Linked DNA regions of Mus musculus: regions 1, 2, 4, 5, 6 and 7 are each linked to region 3. The links are chromatin contacts, called in public HiChIP or PLAC-seq and promoter capture Hi-C maps. All regions are on one chromosome and are shown on one strand. Each heading gives the region's core, a stretch centred on a gene start, on an enhancer-like site or on the middle of the called end of the contact. The rest is flanking DNA. Distances are from core to core; before and after follow the strand shown. Region 1 holds the start of Ppp1r18 (protein phosphatase 1, regulatory subunit 18). Region 2 holds the start of H2-Q4 (histocompatibility 2, Q region locus 4). Region 3 holds the start of AA388235 (expressed sequence AA388235). Region 4 holds the start of 2310061I04Rik (RIKEN cDNA 2310061I04 gene). Region 5 holds the start of Ddx39b (DEAD box helicase 39b). Region 6 holds the start of H2-Q1 (histocompatibility 2, Q region locus 1). Region 7 holds the start of H2-Q2 (histocompatibility 2, Q region locus 2).

Evidence for each region. Promoter capture Hi-C pulls out the DNA fragments that hold promoters and counts their contacts. HiChIP or PLAC-seq counts read pairs in DNA pulled down with a chosen protein or histone mark. Capture Hi-C pulls out chosen DNA fragments and counts their contacts.
Region 1: a contact with region 3 is called in an H3K4me3 HiChIP or PLAC-seq map of embryonic midbrain, with 4 times the contacts expected there. The contact joins the promoter of Ppp1r18 here to the promoter of AA388235 in region 3. A contact is called at or near these places in 1 of 39 promoter capture datasets (liver), 1 of 115 datasets of contacts at active chromatin or transcription factors (embryonic midbrain) and 1 of 9 other capture datasets (liver).
Region 2: a contact with region 3 is called in an H3K4me3 HiChIP or PLAC-seq map of stem cell-derived neural progenitor cells, with 40 times the contacts expected there. The contact joins the promoter of H2-Q4 here to the promoter of AA388235 in region 3. A contact is called at or near these places in 4 of 115 datasets of contacts at active chromatin or transcription factors (embryonic stem cells, microglia and stem cell-derived neural progenitor cells) and 1 of 9 other capture datasets (liver).
Region 4: a contact with region 3 is called in a promoter capture Hi-C map of liver, with 6 times the contacts expected there. The contact joins the promoter of 2310061I04Rik here to the promoter of AA388235 in region 3. A contact is called at or near these places in 1 of 39 promoter capture datasets (hippocampal neurons) and 2 of 9 other capture datasets (liver and pancreatic islet).
Region 5: a contact with region 3 is called in a promoter capture Hi-C map of the SN4741 cell line, with 4 times the contacts expected there. The contact joins the promoter of Ddx39b here to the promoter of AA388235 in region 3. A contact is called at or near these places in 10 of 39 promoter capture datasets (the 3T3-L1 cell line, 3T3-L1-derived adipocytes, the C10 cell line and 6 more), 1 of 15 datasets of contacts at CTCF or cohesin (large pre-B cells), 6 of 484 Hi-C or Micro-C datasets (the CH12 cell line, cerebellum, embryonic fibroblasts and 3 more), 11 of 115 datasets of contacts at active chromatin or transcription factors (T-cell acute lymphoblastic leukemia, astrocytes, bone marrow-derived macrophages and 5 more) and 3 of 9 other capture datasets (adipose tissue, liver and pancreatic islet).
Region 6: a contact with region 3 is called in an H3K4me3 HiChIP or PLAC-seq map of stem cell-derived neural progenitor cells, with 26 times the contacts expected there. The contact joins the promoter of H2-Q1 here to the promoter of AA388235 in region 3. A contact is called at or near these places in 1 of 39 promoter capture datasets (the 3T3-L1 cell line), 2 of 484 Hi-C or Micro-C datasets (both in liver), 3 of 115 datasets of contacts at active chromatin or transcription factors (embryonic stem cells and stem cell-derived neural progenitor cells) and 2 of 9 other capture datasets (adipose tissue and liver).
Region 7: a promoter capture Hi-C map of liver shows a contact between it and region 3. The contact joins the promoter of H2-Q2 here to the promoter of AA388235 in region 3. A contact is called at or near these places in 1 of 39 promoter capture datasets (the 3T3-L1 cell line), 1 of 484 Hi-C or Micro-C datasets (liver), 3 of 115 datasets of contacts at active chromatin or transcription factors (embryonic stem cells and stem cell-derived neural progenitor cells) and 3 of 9 other capture datasets (adipose tissue, liver and pancreatic islet).

Annotation. Positions count from the first base shown.
Region 1 is chr17:35,864,109-35,868,148 of GRCm38.p6, forward strand. Ppp1r18 (protein phosphatase 1, regulatory subunit 18) reads left to right here and starts at 2,507. Exons shown (of 3, transcript NM_175242.1): 1 at 2,507-4,040. The coding sequence starts at 3,127. It overlaps Nrm (nurim (nuclear envelope membrane protein)), which reads left to right. Exons shown (of 4, transcript NM_134122.2): 3 at 4-180; 4 at 403-1,292. The coding sequence ends at 684.
Region 2 is chr17:35,377,811-35,381,807 of GRCm38.p6, forward strand. It overlaps H2-Q4 (histocompatibility 2, Q region locus 4), which reads left to right and starts at 1,807. Exons shown (of 6, transcript NM_001143689.1): 1 at 1,807-1,897; 2 at 2,010-2,363; 3 at 2,551-2,826. The coding sequence starts at 1,834.
Region 3 is chr17:33,979,508-33,983,574 of GRCm38.p6, forward strand. AA388235 (expressed sequence AA388235) reads left to right here and starts at 1,985. Exons shown (of 1, transcript NR_033305.1): 1 at 1,985-4,067.
Region 4 is chr17:35,895,504-35,899,875 of GRCm38.p6, forward strand. 2310061I04Rik (RIKEN cDNA 2310061I04 gene) reads right to left here and starts at 1,875. Exons shown (of 6, transcript NM_001033630.1): 1 at 1,688-1,875; 2 at 168-569. The coding sequence starts at 1,759. Atat1 (alpha tubulin acetyltransferase 1) reads right to left here. Exons shown (of 13, transcript NM_001142744.1): 11 at 2,885-2,964; 12 at 2,754-2,796; 13 at 2,092-2,412. The coding sequence ends at 2,238.
Region 5 is chr17:35,240,154-35,244,410 of GRCm38.p6, forward strand. Ddx39b (DEAD box helicase 39b) reads left to right here and starts at 1,593. Exons shown (of 11, transcript NM_019693.3): 1 at 1,593-1,699; 2 at 2,960-3,297; 3 at 3,983-4,110. The coding sequence starts at 3,087. LOC115488830 (a small nucleolar RNA gene) reads left to right here and starts at 2,525; the gene lies at 2,525-2,601. Mir6975 (microRNA 6975) reads left to right here and starts at 3,922; the gene lies at 3,922-3,982.
Region 6 is chr17:35,319,029-35,322,964 of GRCm38.p6, forward strand. It overlaps H2-Q1 (histocompatibility 2, Q region locus 1), which reads left to right and starts at 1,519. Exons shown (of 8, transcript NM_010390.4): 1 at 1,519-1,597; 2 at 1,793-2,062; 3 at 2,247-2,522. The coding sequence starts at 1,534.
Region 7 is chr17:35,340,263-35,344,278 of GRCm38.p6, forward strand. H2-Q2 (histocompatibility 2, Q region locus 2) reads left to right here and starts at 2,045. Exons shown (of 8, transcript NM_010392.3): 1 at 2,045-2,134; 2 at 2,338-2,607; 3 at 2,851-3,126. The coding sequence starts at 2,071.

The sequences.
Region 1 (4,040 bases), core at 1,257-3,756, 1.9 Mb after region 3:
CAGTTGGTGATGCGGTACTGGGAGACTACACCCAGAGGCCCAGTGTTATGGGAGGCTCGGGCTGAACCATGGGCCACCTGGGTACCTCTCCTCTGCTTTGTGCTCCACGTTGTTTCCTGGCTCCTCATCTTTAGCATCCTTCTGGTCTTTGACTACGCTGAACTGATGGGCCTCAAGCAGGTGAGAATCCCACACCCCTACGTGAGATCTGCGTCTGCAAGTCTCTCCCTCCTGAACTCTTCTGACTTCTCTCGGCTTTGTAGTGCCTCTGTTTTCCTCCAGCTTGCCTTAAAGGAGAGTGACTGTAGGTCTCCTGGGCTTTGAGGGTGGATGCTGGGAAGAGGACGGAGGCAACTGAGATAGAGGGCTTGACTTTGAGTTCCGTGATGTTCTCTCTTCCAGGTTTATTACCATGTGCTGGGACTGGGCGAGCCCCTGTCCCTGAAGTCTCCTCGGGCTCTGAGACTCTTTTCCCACCTTCGACACCCAGTGTGTGTGGAGCTGCTGACTGTGCTGTGGGTGGTCCCCACCTTGGGCACCGATCGGCTCCTCCTGGCTCTTCTCTTTACCCTCTACCTGGGCTTGGCTCATGGGCTTGACCAGCAAGATCTCCGCTACCTTCGGTCTCAGCTACAAAGAAAACTCCACCTTCTCTCCAGACCTCAGGATGGGGAAGCAGAGTGAGGAGCTAGTTCTAAGCCCTGAATTTACTTCCCACCTCAAAATCAAATCCCTTAGTATCCAGACGGAGTTTGCTTCAGACCGCGGAGGAGGTTGGAAGTCATGCCCTGAAGGGGCTGTGCCCTCTCCTGCTGGAGAACTCAGTTCCTGAATCTTGATCCTGAATTCTTATTCAAAGTTTCCTCCACTGGTCTTCAAGATCCGCCTCTCACCAGCCAAGAATGGTTACAAAACTCATGAGTCTCCTTTTCTCTTAGAGCATGACCTCCACACACACTGGGTCAGTTCACACAGGGGAGCACCTCAGCTCACACTGGGGAGCACTCACTCCCCTGGCACTGTTATTGGCTCTGCACCTCAGGGATTCCCTTCCATGTTTCCACCTCAGGGAGCTATGTCAGGGCCTATCTGAAAGTTTATAAGTAGTGGCTCTTTTGTACCGCGGCTGTGCTTCCTCCCCACTCCTGCCTTAGTTTCTCCTTAGGTCTTTCCCTACAGCTCTGTGTGGTCTCCTAAGGCGACGTCTCCCGATTTTAACTCGGGTTGACTCAGGGCTCCCTGCTCTCCCAAAGGATATGCGCTGCAGAAAAAATAAAATTTTATACATATGATATCCACTTGTCTGTCCATGACTCTCAAGCCGCAGAACCAATTGTGGGAAGGAAGATGAGACCTAGTTTTTGCGGTGATAGCCGAGCACTCTAAAACGATCGCAAGGCTGGGGCCACACCCCATGGACCCGCCCCATCTCTCAGTCGTCCAGTCCTGTTCCCTCCAAATATTAGTTTCTCCGCGTATAAATCAGGGAACCCACGGGAGACAGAATAACTCTCTGGGAGGAGAGCGAACTCCCAAAGCCATTTTGCCTCAGACCCCAGGGCCTGGCAGCCGCCTTCTCTGCCACGGTAACAAAGACTGGCTAGGGAAAGAAAAAGCGTGGGGAGGAGCGGCGAGAGATGGGAAGGGCGGGTCCGACTCCAAGCAGCTGCCGCTTCCTCCCCATGTCCCTCAGGGGGCCTGAGTCACGGGCCGCCGCCCCGGGTCGGCCAGCTGGAGAAGTGGGTCTGGACACCCCGCTTCTTCGGGGCTGCAAGGAAGGAAGCGGGTGAAGGTCTCTGGAGACAGACAACGGAGAGCGAGGGGATAGCCACAGCAAGAGAGAAGTCCCACCAGAGTCCACGCGGGAAGGAGGGCAGCGAAGCCCCGCCCTTCGCCGGGCTCCTCCCTGCGCCCCCTTCCCTCGCCCCATTGTCCGTAGACAAAGCGGTCGCCGCCCCCGCCTGGCCCCCAGTCTGCGTCTCCGTCCCTCCTCTTAGGCTCCCTCTTCCCTCCTCCTCTGTTTCCCTCCCTCCCTCCGGATCTCCCTTCGCCTCTCTCCTCCTCTTCCTCTCTCCCGACGCCTGACTCCACTGCACCTCCTCCTAGGGACCCCGAGGCGTGTAAGTTGACTATGTGGCTCCCACTTTAAGAGAAGTGCCTCCTGGCTCCAGATCTTCCCTGGAGTGTCTCCCCTTTTGCATAGATTGTCCCTTCAGTTCCCTCTGGTGCACAACCCTTTGGGTCAAGGTCCCCTGAGAGCCGGCTCCCTGGTTGGGGAAGACAGCAGAGGCGTGATGTGGGTCCTCGTCGCGCCCGAGTTCTGGAGCGTATCCGGTGGGGAGGCCGGCGAGATTGTAGGGACTGAACGCGGCTGGACGCCAGGGTTCTGGGAATGTACGGGGCTGCACACTTGCTCGGGTACCAAAAGTCCCCAAGGAGGGTATTTCCCCTGACCCGCCTCGGGGGCGGGAAAGACAGTGGGGTAGGGGCCGGACTGAGGGGCGGGGCCGAGCGCAGCCGGGAAGGCAGCCGGGAGCTGCGGGGGCCCCGTGCGAAGAGGCGCCGGCGCCCTTGCCTGTTTCCCGGTCTCCCCTTCTACCCTGGACCTCTGCCCTCTACATCTGTCCTCACCTCCTCACCTCCTGCCCGATCTCCTCGCCCTTCGCCGTCTGGTTCCCTGTTCTTCCCGTTTATCTCCCCCTGCGTACCGGGGGAGGCAGTCTTGACTGAATCCGCTCACTTCTCAGCCCCGGCTCCTCCGGCTCCTCTCTCTCTCCTGCTTTTCCTCTCTCCCCTTTCTTATATCTTAGGGACGGTCTGGTGCCCACAAACCCCAATCTAGCTCTGCCTCTGCCCGGAATCTCGACTCTTCCTCTCCCACTATCCCCACCCCCAACTTGGCACCCAGCTTTTCTCTTCAGTTTTTCAGTTCCTGACTCTTTTGCTGTCCTTCCTTTCACGGCCTTCCTCTATCTTCATTCTTAATTCCACTGTCCCCTCCTGCCCTTCTTCGTCCCTTCCCGCATCACTTCCTCCCCCAACCCCCATTCTCAGTCTCCGGGCTCCTCTGAAGCTTACCCTTCCTGTTCCTGTCCCCCAATACTCTCTCCTTCACTTCCAGTGACCATGACCGCTATCCCAGATTGGAAGCTACAGTTGCTAGCCCGGCGGAGGCAGGAGGAGGCAGCGGTTCGTGGCCGCGAGAAAGCAGAACGGGATCGCTTGTCCCAGATGCCAGCCTGGAAGAGGGGAATCCTGGAACGACGCAGAGCCAAGTTGGGCCTGCCTCCTGGAGAGGGGAGCCCTGTGCCTGGGAATGCTGAGGCTGGACCTCCAGACCCAGATGAATCTGCTGTCCTTTTGGAGGCTATTGGACCAGTACATCAGAATCGATTCATCCAACAGGAGCGACAGCGGCAGCAGCAACAGCAGCAGCAGCAGAGAAACGAGGTGCTTGGTGATAGGAAGGCTGGGCCTCTGGAGGTTCTAGAAAGGAGATCAAGTCCTGGTAATTTAAGAGATCAGAGTCCTAAGGGAAGAGAGTCCAGAGAAGAGAGGCTAAGTCCCCGGGAGTCCAGAGATAGGAGGCTGGTGATAGGGGGAGCCCAAGAGTCAAGTTCGAGGTCTCTTCGAGACTGGAGGCAGAGCCCAGCAGAGGCCAGAGACCTGAGTTCCAGACCAGCAGAGGCTCAGAAATGGAGGCTGAGCCCTGGAGAAACTCCAGAGGAGAGTCTGAGATTAGCGGGTTCTGGAGATGACAGTCCCAAGAGAAAGGAGGTGTTGGAAAGCATTCTGAGCCCTGGGGAGCCTGGTGACCAGAAGGCCAGCCCGACAGATGTCCATAAATGGAATCTTGACTCAAGAGAACCCCAGAAACAGAGCTTGATACAGCTGGAGGCCACAGAGTGGAGGCTGAAGTCCGGTGAAGAGAGGAAAGACTACTTGGAAGGGTGTGGGAGAGAGGAAGAGAAATTGAGTTCAGGGATTGTTCCGGTGACAAAGGAGGTTCAAGACATCACCTCGAGCGAAGTGGAGACTGC
Region 2 (3,997 bases), core at 557-3,056, 1.4 Mb after region 3:
GTTATAATGGACTAAATCCCTGAAACTGTAAGCCAGCCTCTACTAAATGTTTCTCTTAGGAAGGAATGCCTTGGTCATGGTGTTTCATCACCACAACAAAACCAAAACTAAGACACCCAGCACTTAGGATGCAAAGGCAAGGGCAACATGATCTACATAATGAATTCCCGAATAGCCAGGGCTGTGCAGATAGACCTTGTCAAAAAAAAAAAAAACAAAAAACAAAAAAAAAAAAAAAAAAAAAAAAAAACAACACATAGTAAAATAAGAAGAAATGTAATGGAGACAGATCCTCTCTGTGAAGCACTGCCTAACCCCAACAGCATCTCTAGGTTGGTCAGGAAGAAACCTAAGAGCATCAAATCCCCACGGAAAATGCTCACAGCATCCAATAACAGTGGTTCAGGGAGACAGGGTCTGCTGAATCCCGGTGAATCTGGGGGGCTGCTGTGGAGATCTGCATGGGGAGGTGACTGGAGTTCACACCGGTGGTCACACACATTTGTTGCTCTGTGTGATGAGTGACTCTCTTCAGGAGTCCCCACCCAACTCTGCTCTTCTTTCCACTTCACTTCTGTGGCTATGGTTTGAAAAGATCCACAGAATCATGAAATGGGTAAAATTAATCTTCCCCCACACTACTGATCAGGGATGAAACCTCACATCACCAGTGTGTGCTCTCTGGCATGAGAATCATCTTTCTTCCAGTGTCCACACTGCACAGGCCTGAGAAACTCTGGGGCCAACTCGGTTATCAGAACCAGTGTCCCACACAGCTGTGACATTCATGTCCCTCACCTCATCAGTTCAAAAGTGTGAGTGAAGGTCAGGGAGGGAGGGAGAGGGTCAGAAATTACATAGCTTCTACCGTACTATCATCATTATTCTGTGTTATAGTTGGTGACAGTTCCTCTCCTACTGTTATTGAGTCACTAAAGCAACTGCACCATGGAAGTACAGTCACAGAGAAGTGAAGTGGAGACAGGGATCAGTGCCCTGCTGTCTGTGGTCTGCACAGGGGTCTCTCTTCAGTGGACAAGGGGGTCTCCTGTGCTGAGACAATGTCCCAGGTCCACAGAGACAAACTCAGAAGGAAGATCTTTGTTTTTAAAAAAACAAAAAAGAAACAAACAAAAAACCTGCAGCCACAGACTTCATCTAGGAAGTGACACAAGGAATCTGTGTCCCAGCACAGGGCTGAGAAGACAGATCCTGAGGGAAAAGACGAAGTATCCTCTTTATAGAAGAGAGTCCTGCACTCAGGCTTGGCAGTGTGAGCCGCCCACTGCAGGTGAACAGAGCCTGGTCTCTGTGGTGTTCTAATGGGGCTTGCAGGCCAGCGCCTCTGCTTTAAGGAGAAGCCTCTCTCCACTGCATCCCCAAGCGCTTGTGTTGCCATTGTATTCCTGGAAGTGGCTTTTCTTCTGGAAGGCTCCAGGGTCTGACTTCTGAAGAGAAGAAGGAAGAGGAAGGGTGGAGGGAAGATACAGAGAGTCTGGCCTGCAGGTCTCTTCTCTCCTGGTGTCCTGACAGCTTCTGGGTCAGAACTCGGAGACACCAAGACAAACAGCTCTCTGTCCACAGCACAGGGTTCAGGCAAAGTCTTAGTCTCCAGGCAGTGAGATCAGGGGTGGGGATTTCCCATCTCCCCAGTTTCACTTCTGCTCCTAACTTGGGTCAGGTCCTTCTGCCCGGACACTGATGACTTACTGGCAGTTCTCACCCCCATTGGGTGACGTGATCACCGGGAACCAATCATCGTCGCCGCGGGAGCAGGTTATAAAGTCCACACAGCCCGCCAGAGTCAGATGCCCAGAATCCCAGAGGGGAGCAATGGCGTCAACAATGCTGCTTCTGCTGGTGGCAGTCGCCCAGACCCTGATCGAGATCCGCGCGGGTGAGTACCGGGTCCGGAGGGAAATGGCCTCTGAGGAAAGGGGAGGGGGCGGCACGGGGGAAGCCGCGTCCCGGCGTCGCCCACCTGACCCTCCGCCCCTTCTCCACCCTAGCCCCGCGCCCTGCTCCCCTCCCGGCCCGCTCACCCGCCGGGGGTCCCGGAAGGAGTTCGGGGTCTCACCGCGCCCTGCCTCCAGGCCCACACTTGCTGAGTTATTTCTACACCTCCGTGTCCCGGCCGGGCCTTGGGGAGCCCCGGTTCATCTCTGTCGGTTACGTGGACAACACGGAGTTCGTGCGCTTCGACAGCGACGCGGAGAATCCGAGATATGAGCCGCGGGCACCGTGGATGGAGCAGGAGGGGCCGGAGTATTGGGAGCGGGAAACACAGAAAGCCAAGGGCAATGAGCAGATTTTCCGAGTGAACCTGAGGACCCTGCTCAGCTACTACAACCAGAGCGCGGGCGGTGAGTGACCCCGGATCGGAGGTCACGACCCCTCCACGTCCCAAAACAGGGGCCCGAGACGTCCCGGGCCCCAAGTTCGAGGTTCTGAGCAGAACGGACGCGGGACTGGTTTCCCTTTCAGTTTGGAGGAGTCCGCGGGTGGGCGGGGCCGGGGCGTGTGGGCGGGGCTGACCGCGGGGTCCCGCAGGCTCTCACACTATTCAGGTGATCTCTGGCTGTGAAGTGGGGTCCGACGGGCGCCTCCTCCGCGGGTACCAGCAGTTCGCCTACGACGGCCGCGATTACATCGCCCTGAACGAAGACCTGAAAACGTGGACGGCGGCGGACATGGCGGCACAGATCACCCGACGCAAGTGGGAGCAGGCTGGTGCTACAGAGAAAAGCAAGGCCTACCTGGAGGGCGCGTGCGTGCAGTCCCTCCGCAGATACCTGGAGCTCGGGAAGGAGACGCTGCTGCGCACAGGTGCAGGGGCCGCGGGCAGCTCCTCCCTCTGCCCTCGGGCTGGGGCTCAGTCCTGGGGAAGAAGAAACCCTCAGCTGGGGTGATGCCCCTGTCTCAGAGGGGAGAGAGTGACCCTGGGTCTCCTGATCCCTCATCACAGTGACTGCACTGACTCTCCCAGGGCTCAGCCTTCTCCCTGGACAGTGCCCAGGCTGTCTCAGGAGGGAAGGAGAGAATTTCCCTGAGGTAACAACAGCTGCTCCCTTCAGTTCCCCTGTAGCCTCTGTCAGCCATGGCCTCTCCCAGGCCGGGTTCTCAGCCCACTGTCTGTAGACACTGACTCCTGTCCTGCTGAGTGTGTCAGCCCTTACACCTCAGGACCAGAAGTCGCCTTTAACTGATGGGAGACATGGACTACCCTACACTAGGCTGATTGCCTCAGTTTCCTGAATTTTCAAAAGAATACATTCTCCCAGATCCCTCCCTGTCTGTGGGGTTTCCACCCCTTCGACAACCTAATTCTCTCTATTCCTATAGTGGTGGTCACATCAGCCCTTATGGGGTACCCTGGAGGAATATCAATAGTGGAATTTCTTCTTCTTCTTCTTCTTCTTCTTCTTCTTCTTCTTCTTCTTCTTCTTCTTCTTCTTCTTCTTCTTCTTCTTCTTCTTCTTCTTCTTCCTTCTCTCTCTCTCTCTCTCTCTCTCTCTCTCTCTCTCTCTCTCTCTCTCTCTCTCTCTCTCTCTCTCTCTTCGATTTTTTGAGATAGGGTTTCTCTGTATAGCCCTGGCTGTCCTGGAACTCACTTTGTAGACCAGGATGGCCTCGACCTCAGAAATCCGCCTGCCTCTGCCTCCCCAGTGCTGGGATTAAAGGCGTGTGCCACCTTGCCCAGCCTTTCTTATTTCTTTACTTTTTTTTTTTTTTTTGGAGGGGGTAATTTTGTTTCTAGTCATCTTTTGTCTTTTGTCTGCACTGGAGTGATCCTGTTTCTCCCTGCCCTTATATTATCATGTGTATCAGTCTCCACAGGTGCCAGGGAAGTTAAGACAAGTTAAATCAGGGTTCTCTTTAAAGGAGAGATTCCTGTGAACTTAGACTGTTTCCTGTCAGAACTAAACATCCAGAAGCCTCCTGCTCTTCCTCTGTCCCACAAGTTACAGTGCTCCCCCCCCCCCCCCAGTGAATCTGG
Region 3 (4,067 bases), core at 735-3,234:
GACAGCAGGGCACTGATCGCTGTCTCCACTGCACTTCTCTGTGTCTGCACGTCCAAGGTACATTTGTTTTAGTGACTTAATCACAGTAGGAGAGGAGCTGTCACCGACTATACCACAGAAAAAGGATGATAGTGTGGTAGAAGTTATGTAATTTCTGACCCTCTCCCTCCCTCCCTGACCTTCACTCACACTTAAGAGCTGATGAGGTGAGAGACATGAATGTCACAGCTGTGTGGGACACTGGATCTGATAACTGAGTTGGCCCCAGAGTTCCTCACGCCTGTGCAGTGTGGACACTGGAAGAAAGATGATCCTCATGCCAGAGAGCACACACTGGTGTTTCGAGGTTTCACCCCTGATCAGTGATATTGGGAAAGATTAAGTTTACACAGGTTTTGGTTGTGTGGAGTTTGACCTGACCTCTCCCCCGTTTCCCTGAGAACTTGATGCTCTTAGGTTTCATCCTGACTAGGGAAGCAACTGGCCTTAAGCAGCTCCACAGAAGGATCTGTCTCTGTTACTTTTCTTCTGTTTTATCCTGTTTTTATAAGGCAAGGTGGGTCTCCACAGATGACCATGTTCATCAGGCTGGCCTTGAACTCACAGAGTTCGCCTGTCTGCTGGGATTAATGGCCTGTGTCATCACACTTGGCTTTCGTTACTTTTCTACGACTATAAGACGTTGGGACCCCATCAAGTTGTGAATGTTTTTAATCTGTTCTCTACTTTCAGAGAATGTGAATCCATGACGGCAGAGGAAAGACATGGTACAAGAACAGTGTAAGCTCACACATCTATCTGCATACCAAAGGAGAGACACTGGGAACAGTGGGAGTCGCTCCTCCCCACCCTCCCATCAGTGCTTCATTGGCTTGCTCTCTCATGAGGTCACAGCTCAGTGGGTCAGCCATGTCCCTGCACTCACACTGGTCCTTGCTGTCTTCTGAGAGCACTGTCAGAAAGCACAGGTGTCGATCACACGTTGGCTTGTTCCAGTGGCAGTCGAGAGTTGTAGGCGTAGGACACAGTGTTCAAGGCGTCCTTGTAACGGTCCATGCATATGGTGATGCATTCCTGCTCAGAGTTGTCCAAGGAGCCCCAGGCTTCCTGATGCACTTCCTGAAACGCCTGTCAGTCATCTTGAGCAGCTCCTGCTCATGCGCAATGGCGGTCTGCACGTTCACCTGCTCTATAATGGTCCCTGGTCCAGCTTTCCGCAACCTACGCCATTAAAGTCCAGCCAGACCACAGGCACAGCCAAACGCAGGTGCCTGGAGCCTGGAAATGTTTAAAACCTCAATGCCCAGCCCAGTGACACTTCTCCAACCAAGCCACACCTCCAATCTTTCTCAAGAGTTCCATCTGCTGGATATGAAGGATTCATTCCTATGAGCCCGTGTGGCTGTTCTCATTCAAACCAGCATAGCGTTCACTATGAAATGGAAGAGACCAGCAGGGTTCTGCAGATGTGTCCAGTGCAATCTGACAGAGATACCCTCCAACAGGGGACTCTGCGGAGTTAGGTCTCCCCCTTTGCCTCTGTCCCCTCCTGCTCAGCCCCTCTCTGTCTCTGTCCTCAGGCCTCTCCCCATCAGTGCCCAGCTCCCCTCCCTCCTGAGCTATGCACTGACACTGTCTCTTCCTGGGCCTCTAGTTTCTCTCATGTGCTCAGCAGCAGGCTGTGGATCAGCTGTGTGGTTTTGATGTGAACATTCCAGTGGTGGCTGGAGAGATGGCTCAGAGCTGAGAGCACGTGTTCCTTGTTGGGAGCCGCCCCACATTCGCTGTCACAAGGTGGCGCTGACATCCTGTGTTCTAAGTGGTAAACAAATAATCTGCGCATGTGCCAGGGTACTCCTCCCCCCATGTACTCTGCCTTCCCCGTGACTACAACTCGGCCATGGGCTGCAGCCAATCAGGGAGTGATGCATCCTAGCAAAAATATAGTTCTCCTTAAAGAGGGAGGGGGTTTCCGCCATCTCTCTCTCGCTGGCATCTCTCTGGCTCTGCGCGCCTTGCGCTCTCTCGCTGCCTAAAGATGTAACAATAGGACTCGGCGCTCTGGCGCGCCCTCGCTCTCCCGCGCGCTCTGGCGCTCTGGCCCCATAAAGATGTAAGCAATAAAGCTTTGCCGCAGAAGATTCTGGTTGTTGTGTTCTTCCTGGCCGGGTGTGAGAGAACGCGTTTGTAACAGTTCCTGTTGCAGAGGATCCAGGGTGAGTTCCATCAGCACATGGTGGCTGTCAACCATCTGCAACTTCAGTTCCCAGGGATCGAATGCTAGTGCTAGTGCACATACATATTCACATACAAAAATGATTACATCTCATGACAATAAAATTTTAAAAATATGATTTGAAAAATACTCCTTCTCTTTCTCCTACACATCCAGAGTGTGAGGACAGGAGTGGAGGGCACAGGAATGTTTGGACATCACTGTCCCACCAGCCAATGAAGAGCGCTCTGTAACAGGACAGGAAAAGATGGTTGAAATAGAGTGTATTGAAATGACAATTTGTCAAAAAGCATAAAATTAAAAATACAGATGATATTTCATTTTATGAACCTACCATGCCCAGTGGGTCACAGCCTCATCCCAGGAAGAAGACACAGTGTGTGCTCATCTTTGCACTTGAGCTGATGTGAGTTTTTGATTCCCTATGAACAAGATAAATTCGACTCAGACGTTTGAATGCTAATTTGTAACAGCCCATGACATCCCAACATCCAGAGCATTCCTGCAGAGAAAGGTGTCCCCTTTCCCATCTTCCCTCCCACTGCAGACCCTCCAGAGTCTCACCTGTTGAAGATGAAAGAGAAGCATCGCATTCTTGGGCAACAGCGCCGCCTGGTGGAAGAAACAAAGAGGACAGCGTCTGAACCCACAGAGCTGAGGGTAAAGGGGATCCAGGCTGCTGAGCTGCCCCAGGGCCTCCTTCCTATCTGCACTTCTCCAGGGCTCTCAGGTCTCAGGCCGCCCTGCTCTCATCAAACTACATCCAGAAGAACTTTACGTGCTTTTCCAGCCGTGGGAAGAAAACTCCCTGTAAGAGGGGAGGCAGGAGGCAGAGCCATGGGTGCTAAAAGGAGCTGCAAAGCCCCAGAGAGCAGTTCCAGAACTCGGACAGGGACCATGGTGATGATTCTTTGATGTCAGCTACATGTGGGGTTAACTAAAACCTCAAAATGGAGGGCAGCATCTGTGAGGTGTTTTTGCTTAATTTGAAGTGTGAAAATCAATTTCTGATCCTTTTCTTTGAGGTAGGAAGACACAGGTGTAAACCAGAATATTTGAGCAGGAGCCCCTCCCACTTTTTGCTCTGGGCCATGACTTCTGCTGGAAGCCTACATGAAGACCTGGAAGAAGGAAAGGCTTGCTCTGTGTCTGCTTGCTCTTCTGGTTTCTACAGTTGCTGATTCAGGCATGGTGTTTCCCTACTGAGAGGACTGGACTGTACCTGCTGGTTCCTGTATGGGGTCTGCTGGCCAAGAAGTCTGGACTGAAGCTGTTGATTCGTATTTGGTGTTTGCCATGGGACTGAACTGCTGACAAAGAAAATTGAGCTTGCCCCCCAAAAGCTATTGTTAAACAGGTCCACTTCCCCCATATCTAAATAACTTTTCTCTTCCACTACCTCTTCTGGATTGTGAGCAAAAGGAGAGGCTAAACATTTTGTTATTATTATTTATTATTATTACCATTATTATTATTATTAAAACTATCTTTCTTTCTCCCCCTCTTTCTTTCTTTCTTTCTTTCTTTCTTTCTTTCTTTCTTTCTTTCTCTCTCTCTCTCTTTCTTTCTTTTTTCGAGACAGGGTTCTCTGTATAGCCCTGACTGTCCTGGAACTCACTTTGTAGACCAGCTGGCCTCAAACTCAGACGTCTGCCTGCCTCTGCCTCCCAAGGGCTTGGATTAAAGGCGTGTGCCACCAATGCCTGGCCAGATAGTAGAGAAAGAACGACTGAGAGAAAAAGAGAGAGAGAAACCCCAGAATCTAATCTCCTTCCCTTTGTTTGCTCCATGACCAGAACCTTTAAGATCTTGTGACCACTGCTACTTATTC
Region 4 (4,372 bases), core at 625-3,124, 1.9 Mb after region 3:
CACTCACCCTCCCCCACCCCCGCCCCAAGTGAAACGGCACTTTCAATTTAATGGTCCTTAATTCAAACAGGGACACCCTTTCCCCAAGAAGGCATTTCACAGCACAGTAACGAGGACAAGTTAACTGACTAGTCTCCATATTTCCCTGCTACAGATGGGCTGCTTACCTCTTGTCTTAGTCTCTCATGCATGACAGCCAGGTGTTCCTCCATACTCTCATCTCCTGATGGAGTGGTGGGGGAAGAGTGGGAAGGTCCAGGGGCTTGGAAAGGTATCACAGCCCCAGGATAGGGGCAAGGCGGTCCCTCAAAAAGGCTCCTAAGCCCATCCAGGCAACCACTGTGTAGTTCCGGTCCTGGTCCCTTCTCCCTCTTTCTCGGAGGAAGAACCATACTCAATGAGTTGAGAGCCTGGGCCTGAGAGAGAGGTGGTGGAGGAGCCTGGGGAAGATGGTGGGTAGGAGGATGTGAGGGTGGTAGTGACCGGTGAGGAGGAAAAGATGGAGAAGTCGGTGGAGTGGAGTGGGGCCAGAGCGGGGGGAATGGTAGAGGTCGAGGAGAGAGCTGGTCCTAGGGAAAAGAGAACAAAAAGAAAAAAATCAGACATCTAAGCATGGTGGTGTAGGGGCTACCATGGATTCCAGGCCAGCCAGGGCTACACAGACCTAGTTTTAAAAAACAAAACCAAACAAAGGAACAAGAAATCAGCTCATGCTCCTCCACCCCAGCTGGGCTGATCAGAAGCTTCAAGTCCTACCTGCAGAAGAGAGTTTACCAGAGGAAAGGGAGACATGAGGAAAGAGCGCAGGAGGACAACAGCACCAGGGCCACCGTCCCCAACTTTAGAAAGAACACCTATGATTCCATCATTATCCTGGTTTACTGCTCCATGGGAGAAATGATGCGATCTATATATAACATGTATCAGGATTCTGAAATAGAGCTGTGCAGGGCAAAGAACATCCAAGTGAAGGTGTGAATAGTTCTGAGTTGACTCTGTTGGAACCTCTGGGCACTCTGCCTGCACCTCAGTTTCCAGTAAATAGAGGAGAGGCCTATATAACAGGATGATGAATGTATAAACTTCGTCACCCATAAAGTAGTACATAAACGGAAGCTATTATCATTATATATTACATATATATTCTATATTATCATTTTCTGCACCATTAAATGACAATCGGGCCGATTGCTGAAGGGTGAACTCGGTCACTAACGCTGCTACTGCAAGGATGGCAGGTCACCCGAGGTCAAGCCTGATTCCAAGTCCCTTGGCGCCCAGGAACCCCAGGGGCAGGGGGTCCATGGGGCCTGGCCGAGCCCTCTGGGAGCCTTCCCCGTCGCCGGGGGCGTGGCCGTGCTCCCGCCGTCCCCCGGAGCCCGACCCGGTGCAGCGGCCAGCCTTTCGGGCAGGACCGTTCTGCAGGTGCACCACAGGCCCGCAGTTCCGGCCTCTCTGCCCTGCCCTTCAAGTCACCTCCAGGCACAGGTAAGAACGGCGGGGACCGGGGCCACCCGGGATAGCCGCTCCCCGGACCTCACCGGGAACGCCGGCCCTAGCGGGCCCCGCGCCCCTCACACGTGCAGCACACGGGTGGTCAGGGGCGGCGGGGGCCTCTGCGCCTGCGCGGCCCGGCGCCCCGCCCCTCGGCCGGCTCTGAGGAGGGTCTCCGCCCGCCCCTCCTCACCTGGGGTCGCGCCTGGTAGGCGCGGAGGCAGGGCCCGAGGCGCCGGGCGGCCCCCGGGCTCGGACGGTACATGGTGTTCCGGGAGTGAACGGGCGCCTCCCGCGTCCCGTCTCCGTCTCCTCGCCGGGCAGCGCGCCCCGGAGCCGGCTTCGTGAAGGGGAAAGGAGGGAGGGGGGGGCCGGGGCTAAGGGAGGAAAACGGAGAGACCGTGCGCCTGCGCACAGCGGGCCCGCAGCAGCCCAGGCGCCGCTACGCGGGAGTGCGCTTGCGCACAGCGGGCCGGGGCGCTCCCAGGGCGCCTGCGCAGCCTCTTGTCAGGCCTAGCAAAATGAGGGGAGGTAGGACTGAATATAGTTTCAGGAGAGAGACTGAGGGGCATGTGAATTTGAATAATGACAAGTCACTTTTTGTCGGTAGCTATAGTGATAACAAATAAATACTTTTATTGCTCTGGTTAAAAATAACGATACAAAGGATCTGAGGCTGACAGGCCTGTTGAATGAATGAGTGAATGAATGCATCCATACTGAGGACTAAGCTTTGGCCATGGTTACCAAGGCCTGGTGCTGCGGCGTTCCTGCAGGTTTCGAATGACCCTGGCGTTCATTATGTCCCCACCCACCGTCCAGGACTGGGGGGGTGGCGCCTGGGCCCTTGGAGCACCTGTCTGTGTAGGCTCCTCCCCAGACCCATCCAGTAACAAGACCCGATCCTCACTGGCCGACCTGGTGGGCAGGGAGATGAAGCGTGTGTTAGAGCTGCTAACGGGGAATTACGCTGAGACAATTCTTCAAGGTTGTGGGTGCAGGGTAATGTACAGACACCTGTTGGGTTTTAAGGCTGGGACAGTTACCACGGTGTCCAAACTTAAGTACTCAGAGCACGACAGAGGGGAAAAACACCAGAATTCAAGCCACAAGGAAGAAGGCTTATACGACGTTAGGTAGAAAGATGTGTGGGGGAAACTGGTATCCAGTTCACACAGACTTAGGAGGAAGCAGGAGGAGTAGTGTTAGGCAGTGTCAGAAGGTGCTGGCAGCTGTTAAGGGGGAGGTGTAGACCTCACCTATCCTCCGCTTCCTGTTCCCCCTGCTTCCGTTCTTGGTTGCCTGTGGAAATACCAGGCATCTAGGGAGACTGTAGTCGTATGTGTGTGTGACCTATTTGGTTGGAGAATAAGAAAAAGTGGCTACTTACCTGTACCCAGGAATGAGGTATTGAATCCCCCATGGCGGCTGTAGTGGCAGCTTTGGGCTACCAGCCCCCAGGGAGTCCCCCTGTAGAAGAAACGGGAGATGAAGGGGAAGAGGCTCAGGATGAAAAGGTGGCATGGAGGGGTCAGAGGAGAAAGGAGGGATAGCGTGGGAACAAAGACGATGGGCAGCTACCTCCCTAAAGGATTCTTGTCTAAGACTTCTAGCAAAGGTAGGGGAGGGCTTATTTTATACTTCAAGATTTCCTGTACCATCCTGCACTGTTGCTTTGCTCTAACTGGGATGGTGTGTGATGTGATCTAATTATGTCAAAAACACTTGGGCATGCAGGAAGGAGCTTGCTGAACCATGGTGCCTGAATGTGTGAACTCCCTTAAAATGATTCTTTTAAATATAAGAACTCGGGGCTGGCGAGATAGCTCAGCGAGCGGTTAAGAGCACCGACTGCTCTTCTGAAGGTCCTGAGTTCAAATCCCAGCAACCACATGGTGGCTCACAAACATCTGTAATGAGATCTGATGCCCTCTTCTGGTGTGTCTGAGGACAGCTACAGTGTACTTACATATAACAATAAATAAATCTTTAAAAATAAATAAATAAGCAAATAAATAAAAGAACTTTCAGGCCACAGTAGCAAGGAAGAAAGGGTAGTTTTTAGAGATGGTTGACCCTGTTGGACTATTATTATTATTATTATTATTATTATTATTGACAGGCTTTCACTCTGTAGCCTTGGCTGGACTGCAACTTGCTATGTAGGCTGGCTTCAAACTCTTACCAGGATCCGCCTACCTCTGCCTCCCAAGGGCTGGGATTAAAGGCTTGTGCCACCATGCCCAGTACCCTGTGAGAATTCTTTCTTTTTTTTTTGGATTTTCGAGACAGGGTTTCTCTGTATAGTCCTTGGTTGTCCTGGAATTCACTCTGTAGACCAGGCTGGCCTTGAATTTAGAAATCCGCCTGCCTCTGCCTCCCAAGTGCTGGGATTAAAGGTGTGCGCCACCACCACCATCGGGCTCCCTGTGAGGATTCTTGATCTTAGGCAGGACTTGTCTTCAGAGAGCACTGTGGGGTTTGTGGTGCAGACATGATGAGGTCAAAGAGTAGGAGAGGGATCCAGAAACAGTCCTGAGGCTAGTGAGCCCAAGCTCCTAGCAAATCCACATCTTACCAAGGCTGGCCAGGGAAGGAGGTATATGTTACTGGGGGTAGGGGACCTATGGCTTCCAAGTTAGTAGAGAGGTCTACAGTTACTGCAACTCTAGAATAGAACCAGCAGTAAGTATGGGGAAAGGCAGAGACTCAGAAGGAGGCTGGAGGCTTTGAGCTCTGCTACAGATCTCAGAGCTGAATCTAAGAGGGACAAAGAGCACTGAGACCCCAGGAAGAGCATGAAGCACAAACGAAGCTGAAACCTTAAGATGTTTTTCGCTGAAAATGTCAATTTAGAAAACACAGAAGAACCCACACT
Region 5 (4,257 bases), core at 343-2,842, 1.3 Mb after region 3:
CTAGCTGTATTGCCTTGGCCACCTTGTTTTATTTCTCTATTTTCATATGTTTACAGGAAGAGTGGAGCGGGGCATGGGTCTGCATTCAAATCCTCCAGCAGGAGAATTGAGAGCTTGAGGCCAGTCTATATAACTGCTCAAACTCAGTAACAGAGAAAGGAAGAAAAAAATGGCAAGACAGATGAGGGGCACTCACCTTGCTGTGGCCCCAGTGGCCCAGGTTTTAAGCATTGTTAAAATCACAGCCAGCTGTTAAGACAATCCCTTCCTGCCCTGGCTACCTTAACGAGGACTGTCAGCATGGCCATTTTGAATCTTCTATAAAGTCTTTGAGGAAACCACACAGCTAATGGCTCAGCCAGGATTGTTTCTGTCCTCTCTCTCCTCCCCCAGTGGAGGGTGGAACTTCCCATAGTCCAGTAGCAGGAAGATGTGTTATCACTGATGCCAAAGGGACAATATTATGATTGGTGCAAACACAAGTCTTCATTTGCACGAGTTTGCTGTTTGCTGTGTTTGGTGCAAACACCCTTTGCTGGCTGTAAAGCAGAAAGTTTGGCTCACTTGGGTCAGCTGGGACAAACCTTACTATGCTACCCTCCACAATGTCACATTAGGTCCAGTAACAGGAAGACAGTGGCTAAGAGCCCGCCAACTAGGTCACTAGGAGAGTTCCTGGAAACGCTTCAAAGCTAAAGGCCCAGGTACCGCACTTTCTGGAGCTACAGTTCGTAATAAGTTACCAGGGCCGAGGAATTCCCACTCCTCTCTGATTTATACAAAACCCGCCGGCCTGCTGCTTAGGGCTGCCAAATGCGGAGGGATCAAAAGCTACCAAGCCCCAGCCCAGAGAGCTTATGCGTTGAGCAGGACACAGCCAGCTGGTTGGCAACACTGATACTTAGTGTTACTTTGTATTAATATTAAGTGTCCTTAATAGGGAAAGCCCGAGCTTGTGTTTATGTAGCAAGGCAACAGGACAACACTTCTGCTATATGTAACATCTCAAAGGGAATACCACATGGGGGGAGGGGGATGTCCAGGCTGAATAATGGAACTGAGATTATTCTGCTGCTCTAGTTAGCAAGAATTATGGAAAGGTGCATAACCTCAAACCCCACCATTTATTTAGCACCTAGACAGAATGTAAGCCTCCATCTTTCGATATAATTTTGGGTAAATCCTGCCTATTCTCTGCACGACTGTAATGGGCGTGGTCACGTGTCCCCCTCCCCTCCAGCAGAGGCCCGAGTTAGCCGCTCTCGGGTCACCTTGACTACGAGGCTAAGGACCCCGTGAGAAACGCTTCTCATTCGATCGCGGAGTCCTCCATGCCCACAGAGAGGTGCCCAGGGAGAAGCCTGGCGTGGCAAACAAAACTAAAGTAGAGCCGACCGTCGGAGGGTGTTGCATAAGCGTAGAAGAACAAAATGGAGAGCTCTGCGGGGGAAGACGTGAGTTTCCTGTCGCGCTCTTGCTACTGGCGACCGGAGGAGGCGTCGTCTGAAGCTTCATTTCAAGTGGGCGTTCTGCAAAGCCAGCCGCGGAGCGCGCGCGGCGAAAGCCTGCTTCCGGCTCCTTGCGCGTGCGCCCTGGCGGCCGGGAAGGCGGGAGGCCGGGGCGAGCCTGGAACCGGAAGTGAAGGCAGCTTCCCGCCTCCGTCCCCGTTGCTGCCGCCATACACGCTCGCAGTGCTTAGGTAAGCTTTGGCCCTGTGCACCATCCACCGCCATCTGCTTCTCCCGCGGCTCGCCCCGCCGCGCGGGTCCCTGATACCCGGTGCCGGGCCGGCGCCGTGGCCGCCGGCGCGCAGGCGGGCGTCCAGTTCTGTTGTCTTCACCCCTTTCTGAGAGCAGATCTTGGCGGGGAGCTGGGAGACAAGGGGGGAACGATCCAAAATGGTGGCCTCGGCCGCCATTGTGTCTCCGCGCTTCCTGGGTGTTCCAGTGGGTCCTCTGCCCACCCGGGGCCGCGGCGGCCGGAGGCGGCGCCAGGAGGAGGGCGGGGCCCCTCGCATCTCCCCTCCGGGCCTTTTCTTGCTCGCCCAGGGATGGGAAGATCTCGCTCCGGGGCCCGTCCAGCCCTTTGACCCCGCTTTCGCTGCCTTATTTGGAGCTCTCTGTGAATGGCTGCCTCTGTGCGTGGCCGATGGTGTCGCGCACTTCTGGGGAAGCTTTTCCGAGAGCACTGCAAGGCGTTCCTTTCTAAGGCCACCCGGCTCACACTCTTAATCCTGCATCGTTCTCAGCTGTGACCTTAATTCCTTAGTGCGACTTTTAAAATTAACTTTGGCAGCGCTGAGCCGAACCTTGCGGCCTCTCGCGTTACTAAGCAAGCACTGCCATTGAACTGCACACACCCATCTTTTTCAAAACAAAAAAATTTTTTTTTTCTTGAAATGGAGCCATTCATACACTTCCCACCCTCCGCCCCGCACCACCCTCCTTCCTGCTTCTGTTCCCCGGTCCAGGTGTGCGCCGCTGGGACGGCCACTCGGGGGTTTCTGAGCAAGAGAATAGCGGCAGCCACATGATGTTTGCATTTGGGAAGTGAGCGCTCTGCGCAGTGCTGACCCTTATCTATCACCCTTGACTGATGGCTGACGTTGGGGATCACCACCGTGAGGTGGCAGGAGAAAGCGCAGTCTCTGTCTTCCCTTGTCCTTTGTGTCTCAACCCTCGTGTGAGTCGTTAGTCACGCTCATTTTACTGCGGTCTCCCAGTTGGCTCCTGCCTGTCGAAGTGTGTGTTACAAAGTCTGGTTAGCGGTGGAGCCCACTCTGTCTCTCCCGTCTGGTGTTCCCGTTTCTTATGTCATGAGTCTCTTTGTTAACTCTTCTTTCGGGACAAAGGTTTCACAGTTTAGGGAAGAATAGGACGGGTGTAGGGATCGACGAGAAGTGACGAGTCCATTCGTGACTGATGAGTTTTTCCGGTTTTTTTGTTGTCCCCTCTCCCAGCTCTTCTGTCGGAAACTGGTGTCTTTCCCCTTGCTGTTCTTCAACCCCTCTCTTTGGCCCTTGCTTCCTCACCTGCTCTGGGACACCTAACTCAAGAGACCTCCCTTCTCCCCCTGCCGGCCCAATTATGGCAGAGAACGATGTGGACAATGAGCTCTTGGACTACGAAGACGACGAGGTGGAGACAGCCGCTGGGGCAGATGGGACCGAGGCTCCCGCCAAGAAAGACGTCAAGGGCTCCTACGTCTCCATCCACAGCTCCGGCTTCCGAGATTTTCTACTCAAGCCAGAGCTGCTCCGGGCCATCGTTGACTGTGGCTTTGAGCATCCATCAGAGGGTACATTTTATTGTTGGGTGTAGAGACCTTATTTAGCACCTCTGGTGCAAGAAAAGGGAGGTTCAAGTCTAGGGTCATAGGATTTGAATTTATTTGGGATAGGCCAAGCTCTGAGAATGTACCCAAGACGGCAGCTGTAGAAGAGGCTTTTGTTCTCCGTTAAACAGAGGGCTGCCATTTGTTCTGTGCCTGGCTTTTTTGCTTGGTTTTTGTCTTTCTGACTGTTCGGACTCCCAGAGAGGGCCTGGTTGGACCTTTAGTTCCCTTCTTTTGGGCCAGGCCAAGTGTCGTTTCCGGAAACCTTAACGATCAGGATGCTGGCTTCTGTGGCTTCTGGGTCAGGTACCAAGTCCTTCATTTTGTTCAAGGTTGCAGGGTTACATGACCCAAAAGCACAGCAACCTATGTAGGAGAAATGGCCTGTGGCAGTCGAATTCATAGATTGTTGCGGTGTAAGAAAAGTAAGTTTAGCCAGGAACGTGGAAGGTGAGCTGTTGGTAGCTTCACGAGGGTTCTTTCTTAGCGGAACTGGGGAGCTGGGGTAGGAGGGTTTGACTTGAGTGTAAGAGTGATGAGGGTCAGGGAAAGGATGGGGTCTGAAAGGTGACAAGGTGACATATGATGAGTCGGCTGGGGAGAAAGGGGTTTGGCACGGTGCAAAAATGTCTCTCCTTTCTCCTCCTAGTCCAGCATGAGTGCATCCCGCAGGCCATTCTGGGGATGGATGTCCTGTGCCAGGCCAAGTCAGGCATGGGAAAAACAGCAGTGTTTGTCCTGGCCACACTGCAGCAGCTGGAGCCCGTTACTGGGCAGGTATGTTGGGGGCAGTGCTGGAGAGGGTGTGGAGATTGAATCACCAGGAGGCCGTTTCTGGCTCCATGTGTTCTCAGCTGGTGTCCTCTGCAGTTCAAGGGGAATGTTCGCCAACATCACTGACAAGTTGCTGGATGCTCTTGTGAC
Region 6 (3,936 bases), core at 269-2,768, 1.3 Mb after region 3:
CCCATTTCTGCTTCACCAGACACCCCTTCCTATTTTCTCACCATATATAGTAAATAAGAAGAAGGGATGTCTGTCAACCAATGACCACCCACATTCCAGAACCAGCCTGCTTTCAGCCTCTCAGTTCCAGAAGCCACATCATCACCAGCCACCAAATGTGACACATTTCTACTGTAGCCACAAGTTGTGTATCCTTATCCAGCTCAGGTCTCCACAGCCCCCTCTTTTTCTCTTCCATACTCACTACCCACCCACAATAAATCTCTCACATGAAGTCTGTTGTGTTGTGTGACCTTTGCAAAACCTCATGGTTCTCTGATCCATGCAAGAACTCTAACAAGCCCACAGGGTCAGCCCTGAATGTTTCCCCAGCTGGGCAGGTGTCTGTTGGAGCAGGACCTAAAACTGCAAGAAGTCTGAGCACGAAGGGAAATTGTCAATGTCCAAAGTGTGGAAGAGCACTTCTCATTCCTTTTTAATTCTGTGTCTATATGAATGTCTATATATCTATCTGTAAACTACCTACCTACCTCTCCTCAGTCTCCCCCAAATCAGATTACCCTGTTCTGAGGTAATAAACTGTCCCTATTTCTCTCCCCATCTCCTCCCTTGCACTGACTTTATCAGTCCCTCCCGAGGTTATATCAATATTGTCAAACACAGGCAGGGAGAGAAATGTCCTCAGACTGAGGGGCAGGAATGGAGTTGGACCCCACTGTGCTCCCATTCCTTGCATTCCAACTGTTTTTCCATGGGGCCTCCATCCACAGGGCAGGTCCCTGGCTCAGCTCAGAGGGAGGAACTCACACATCCTCCTCCCTCAGCTCTCACTGAGTGACCCTGCACCAGGAGGCTGTGCTGTTTGCATTTTGTCAACTCCACACCAACTGAGACATATATAAGAAGAGGATCCTGAATTGAGAAATTGCATCCATCCAGGACGCTTTTGGGAAAGTCTATAAGGCATTTTTAAAATTATTATTAATGATCAGTATGGAAGGGCTCAGCCCACTGCAGGTGGTCTTGGCTGGTGATCAGGGATTGTATAAGAAAGCAGGCTGAGCAAGCCATGAGCTACAAAGCTATTAGCACTGGTCCCCATTCTCTCTGCTTCAGTTCCCACTTAGAATCCTCTCTCAAGTTCCTGCCCTGAATCTCTTCAATGATAGACTGAGATGTGGAAGTGTAAACTGAAATAAACCCTTTCTTCCTCAAGTTGCTTTTGGTCATGGGGTCTTATCACAGCAATAGAAACCCTCACTAAGACACAGCTGCACAAGGGCCTCACTCTGTTCCCTGCAGACACCACCCTCTCCTGCAGCTCAGCTCCTGCCCCTCCCTTGCCCTGGAGCAGCACCACTTTATAGCTCCTGGGGATCTGATGCCCTCTCTGACCTCCTGAGGTAGCAGGAATTATCTGGCAGGTCCATTGGGTGGCAGGATCCTGGGGAACCAACCAGCTACTCTGTGGGCGCTGGTTATAAAGTCCACGCAGCTCGAGGGCCTCAGATGCCCTGTATTCCAGATGGGGCAATGGCACTGGGAAGGCTGCTCCTGCTGCTGGCAGCCGCCCTGACCCTGACCAAAACCGGAGCGGGTGAGTGCGGGGTCCGAAGAGAAACGGGCTCTGAGAAGAGGGTCGCGGCCGGCACCTGGGATGCTGCGTCCCCGCGTCGCCCACCAGACCCTCCGCCCCTTCTCCACCCACGTCCCGCGCCCTGCTCCCCTCTCGGACCACGGACCGCCGGGAGTCTCGGGAGGAGGTCCGAGTTTCACCGCGCGCCGCCCCCAGGCTCACACTCGCTGCGGTATTTCGAGACCTCGGTGTCCCGGCCCGGCTTCGGGAAGCCCCGGTTCATCTCTGTCGGCTACGTGGACGACACGCAGTTTGTGCGCTTCGACAGCGACGCGAAGAATCCGAGATATGAGCCGCGGGCGCCGTGGATGGAGCAGGAGGGGCCGGAGTATTGGGAACGGAACACACGGAGAGTCAAGGGCAGTGAGAAGAGATTCCAAGAGAGCCTGAGCACCCTGCTCAGCTACTACAACCAGAGCAAGGGCGGTGAGTGACCCCTGGTCGGAGGTCACGACCCCTCGACGTCCCTACACAGGGGCCAGAGACCTCCTGCTTCTCAAGTCCCAGGTTCAGGAGCAGAACTGACCCGGGACCGGATTCCCTTTCAGTTCTGTGGAGTCGCGCGTGGGCGGGGCCGGGGGAGCGAGGCGCTGACCCAGGGTTCCTGCAGGCATTCACACCTTCCAGAAGTTGTCTGGCTGTGATCTGGGGTCAGATGGGCGCCTTCAAAGCGGGTACCTGCAGTTCGCCTATGATGGCCTTGATTACATCGCCCTGAATGAAGACCTGGAAACCTGGACAGCAGCAGATGTGGCAGCTCAGGAAACCCGACGCAAGTGGGAGCAGGCTGGTGCTGCTGAGAAACACAGGACCTACCTGGAGGGCAAGTGCCTGATGTGGCTCCACAGATACCTGGAGCTCGGGAAGGAGATGCTGCTGCGCACAGGTCTCTGGCTGGGGCTCAGTCCTGGGGAAGAAGAAACCCTCAGCTGGGGTGATGCCCCTGTCTCAGAGGGGAGACAGTGTCCCTGGGTCTCCTGATCCCTCATCACAGTGACTGCACTGACTCTCCCAGGGCTCAGGCTTCTCCCTGGACAGTGCCCAGGCTGTCTCAGGAGGGAAGGAGAGAATTTCCCTGAGGTAACAACAGCTGCTCCCTTCAGTTCCCCTGTAGCCTCTGTCAGCCATGGCCTCTCCCAGGCTGGGTTCTCTGCCCACACCCACTGTGTGTGGACACTGACTCCTGTCCTGCTGAGTGTGTCAGTCCTTACACCTCAGGACCGGAAGTCTCCTTTCCCTGACATGGACTCCCCTACACTAGGCTGGTTGCCCCAGTTTCTAGAATTTTCTAAAGAATACATTCTCCCAGATCCCTCCCTGTCTGTGGGGTTTGCACCCCTTCGACAACCCAATTCTCTTTATTCCTACACTGGTGAATGGTCACATGAGGCCTTATTGGGAACCCTGGAGGAATATAAATCATGGAATTTCTTTTTCTTTTTTTCTCTCTTTTCTTTTTCTTCTTTCTTTCTTTTTTCCTTACTTTTTTTTTTTTGTGGAAGGCATTATTTTGCTTGTAGTCATCTTTTGTCTGCACTGGAATGATCCTGTTTCTCCCTGCCCTTGTATTATCATGTGTATCAGTCTACACAGGTGCCAGGGAAGGCTGCTAACCTGGATAATTTGACAAGTTAAATCAGGGTTCTCATTAAAGGAGAGATTCCTGTGAACTTAGAGTGTTTCCTGTCAGAACTAAACACCCAGAAGCCTCCTGCTCTTCCTCTGCCCCCCACAAGTTACAGTGCCCCCCCCCCCCAGTGAATCAGGACTTGGACTCTGAGAGACAGGGTCTACTGCAATCCAGGGCTGGAGTGAGAGGGAAGACCACACACCCCGTGAGCCCACTGTGTTCCAGTGAGTGCTGCACTGGGGTCCACAGCTCACTCCAGGGATCCTGTGTGACACACCTGTACCTTGTCCCCCAGAGTCAGGGGCTGGGAGTCATTTTCTCTGGCTCATCACTTAGTGATGGCTGTTCACTTGAACTGACAGTTAATGTTGGTCGACGAGATGACAACAGTTGTAGTCTCAGTTTTAGCACCCTTTCAGTAGCATATGTGCCTAATATCTGATTTTGATATGAACTCAAACACATAATAAATTACTTATTTTCCATTCCCTCTTCCATTCTTTGACTACGTCTCTCATGCTATCTAACATTACATAAGGATGACCATGGTGATCCACTGGCTCATGTGGATTCCATCATAGCTTCTGAGTCCCAAAAGAAAATGTGCAGTTGTGTGCTCAGGGACCAGCTCTGCCTACTGGTCACTAGTGTGATGACAGTTGAAGTGTCA
Region 7 (4,016 bases), core at 795-3,294, 1.4 Mb after region 3:
AATTAAATCCAGACTACCACAGTGGAACCTTCAGTGGTTGACACATCTGTCTTTTTTGTTTGTTTGTTTTTTGTTTTTTGTTTGTTTGTTTGTTTGTTTTACAAGACAGCGTTTCTCTGTGTAGCCCTGGCTGTCCTGGAACTCACTCTGTAGACCAGGCTGGCCTCGAACTCAGAGATCTGCCTGCTTCTGCCTCCCAAGTGCTGGGATTAAAGGCGTGTGCCACCACTGCCTGGCCACATCTGTCACTTTTAATAGATTTGGAAACTGCTTGGTCTGTACTTGCTGCTTACTCAGGAGAAATTCATCCTTCTCAGATCTCTGATGGTGTGGACTAGGGAGAGCTTTGTCAGTTTAACAGCAAGCAACAGCACAGGCTTCAGGTGCTTCTCAGTTCTCTTCATGCTTAAAAATCATGGACACTCTCCAGAGTTGCTACTGGGTCTCCACTGATCACATTGTTACCAGATTCTCAGAAGAGATAAACTCCCACCAAAGATTTCAATGTAACGTTTTACTATTCTTTTATGTAAAGGAAGTTGTTTTACAGTGACTGCTGTCAGTAACCAACCACCTGTGTCTTGTGTCTAATTCGATGGAAAAAAACTGTAAAGTGTATGTAACTTCTAAGGATATGAGAGGTTAAGTAATTGCAACGATCTTAAAAGTGTGCTTTGAGATCTGTGAATGTCACTTATAAAGGCCATAAAAAGTGCTTTAAATGCAGTTTATAAAGGTCTAAGGAGCCTCTTTCCTTTCTGCCATTGCCATGCCATCCAGACTGAGGAAGACCTGGAAACTCCGGGGCCACCTGAGCCGAGGCCATGGTTGCATCAGGAAAACACTGCGAGCACCCAGGAGGCCACAGGAATGCTAGAGGCATCACCTCAGGATGAACTTCACAAGTGTCACCCAGGTCACTCAGGGAAAGTTGGTGTGAGGCATGACCACCTGAAGAGGAACCAGAGCTTCTGCCCAACTGTCAACCTGGATAAATTGTGGATGTTGGTCAGCGAGCAGACATGGTTCAATGCAGCTAAAACCAAGCCTGGAGCTGCTCCCATCACTGATGTTGTGTGATCAGGCTACCACACAGTTCTGGGGAAGGGAAAGCTCCTGAAGCAACCCTTCTCCTCCCATGCCCTGACTTTATCAGTCCCTCCCATGGTTATGTCAACAGCATCAACCAACAGGCAAGGGAGAGACAGGTCCTCAGGACTGAGGGGCAGGAATGGAGTTGGAACCCACTGTGTTCCCATTCCTTGCATTCCAACTGTTTTTCCATGGGGCCTCCATCCACAGGACAGGTCCCTGGCTCAGCTCAGGGAGAGGAACTCACATATCCTCCTCCCTCAGCTCTCACTGAGTGACCCTGCACCAGGAGCCTGTGCTGTTTGTATTTTGTTAATTCCACACCAACTGAGACATATATAAGAAGAGGATCCTGAATTGAGAAATTGCATCCATCCAGGACGCTTTTGGGGAAGTGTATAAGGCAATTTAAAAATTATTATTAATGATCAGTATGGAAGGGCTCAGCTCACTGCAGGTTGTCTTAGCAGGTCATCAGGGATTGTATAAGAAAGCAGGCTGAGCAAGCCATGAGCTACAAAGCTATTAGCACTGGTCCTCATCCTCTTCTTCAGTTCCTCCTTTAGAATCCTCTCAAGGTCCTGCCCTGAATCTCTTCAATGATAGACTGTGATGTGGAAGTGTAAACTGAAAGAAACCCTTTCTTTTTCAAGTTGCTTTTGGTCATGGGGTCTTATCACAGCAATGGAAACCCTCACTAAGACACAGGTGCACAAGGGCCTCACTCTGCTCCCTGCAGACTCCACCCTCTCCTGCAGCTCAGCTCCTGCCCCTCCCTTGCCCTGTAGCAGCACCACTTTATAGCTCCTGGGGATCTGATGCCCTCTCTGAACCCTGAGGTAGCAGGAATTATCTGGCAGGTCTCATTTCCATTGGGTGGCAGGATCCTGGGAAACCAACCAGCTCCTCAGCAGCGGGCGCAGGTTATAAAGTCCATGCAGCCAAGGGCCTCAGATGCCCTGTATCCCAGATGGGGCAATGGCGCTGCGAAGGCTGCTCCTGCTGTTGGTGGCCGCCCTGAAACTGACTGAGACACGCGCGGGTGAGTGCGGGGTCGGGAGGGAAACAGCGTCTGCGGAGAGGGGCTGGGGCGGCAACGGGGAAGCCGCGTCCCCACGTCGCCCACCATACCTTCCGCCCCTTCTCCACCTACATCTCGAGCACCGCACCCTGCTGGCCTCCCCGCCCGCGAACCCGGCCGGGGCTCCGGGAGGAGGTCGGAGTCTCACCGCGCGCCGTCCACAGGCTCACACTCGCTGCGGTATTTCACCACCGCCGTGTCCCGGCCTGGCCTCGGGGAGCCCCGGTTCATTATCGTCGGCTACGTGGACGACACGCAGTTCGTGCGCTTCGACAGCGACGCGGAGAATCCGAGGATGGAGCCGCGGGCGCCGTGGATGGAGCAGGAGGGGCCGGAGTATTGGGAGCGGAACACACAGGTCTCCAAGGAAAATGAGCAGAGTTTCCGAGTGAGCCTGGGGACCGCACTGAGCTACTACAACCAGAGCAAGGGAGGTGAGTGACCCCGGGTCGGAGGTCACGACCCCTCCACGTCCCCACACAGGAGCCCAGAGACCTCCCGCATCCCAAGTCCAAGGTTCGGGAGCAGAACCCACCTGGAATCGGTTTCCCTTTCAGTTTGGTTGAGCCCACAGGTGGGCGGGGCCGGACAGGTAGTCTGGGGGCGGGAGCGGGGCGGGTGGTGGCGGCCTGGGCCGGGTGGGGAGGGGGTGGGGAGCTGACCACGGGATCCCGTAGGCTCTCACACTCTCCAGTGGTTGGTTGGCTGTGACCTGGGGCCAGACGGAAGCCTACTCCGAGGGTATGAGCAGTCTGCCTACGATGGCCGCGATTACCTCGCCCTGAATGAGGATCTGATAACGTGGACAGCGGCGGACCTGGCAGCACTGAAGACCCGAAGCAAGTTGGAGCAGGCTGGTCTTGCAGAGAAGCGCAGGGCCTACCTGGAGGTCGATTGCTTGACGTGGCTCCGCAGATACCTGGAGCTCGGGAAGGAGACGCTGCTGCACACAGGTGCAGGGGCCCTCGGGCAGCTCCTCCCTCTGCCCTCGGGCTGGGGCTCAGTCCTGGGGAAGAAGAAACCCTCAGCTGGGGTGATGCCCCTGTCTCAGAGGGGAGAGAGTGACCCTGGGTCTCCTGATCCCTCATCACAGTGACTGCACTGACTCTCCCAGGGCTCAGCCTTCTCCCTGGACAGTGCCCAGGCTGTCTCAGGAGGGAAGGAGAGAATTTCCCTGAGGTAACAACAGCTGCTCCCTTCAGTTCCCCTGTAGCCTTTGTCAGCCATGGCCTCTCCCAGGCCGGGTTCTCTGCCCACACCTACTGTGTGTGGACACTGACTCCTGTCCTGCTGAGTGTGTCAGCCCTTGCACCTCAGGACCTGAAGTCGCCTTTACCTGATGGGAGATATGGACTCCCCTACACTAGGCTAATTTGCCCAGTATCTAGAATTTTCATAGAGTACATTTTCATAGATCCCTCCCAGTCTGTTGGGTTTGCATCCCTTCCACAACCCAATTCTCTCTATTCCTACAGTGGTGAATGGTCATGTGAGCCCTTATGGGTACCCTGGAGGAATATAAATCGAGAAATTTCTTTTACTTATTTATCTGTTTTCTTATTCTTCTTTCTTTTCTCTTTACTTTTTCTTTATTTTTGAAGGTGTTATTTTGTTTCTAGTCAGTTTTTGTCTGCACTGGAGTGATCCTGTTTCTCCCTGCCCTTGTATTATCATTTGTATCAGTCTCCACAGGTGCCAGGGGAGACTGCTAACTTGGATAATTAGACGGGTTAAAACAAGGTTCTCATTAAATAACAGATTCTTGTGAACTTAGAGTGTTTCCTGTCAGAACTAAACATCCAGAAGCCTCCTGCTCTCCCTCTGCCCCACAAGTTACAGTGCC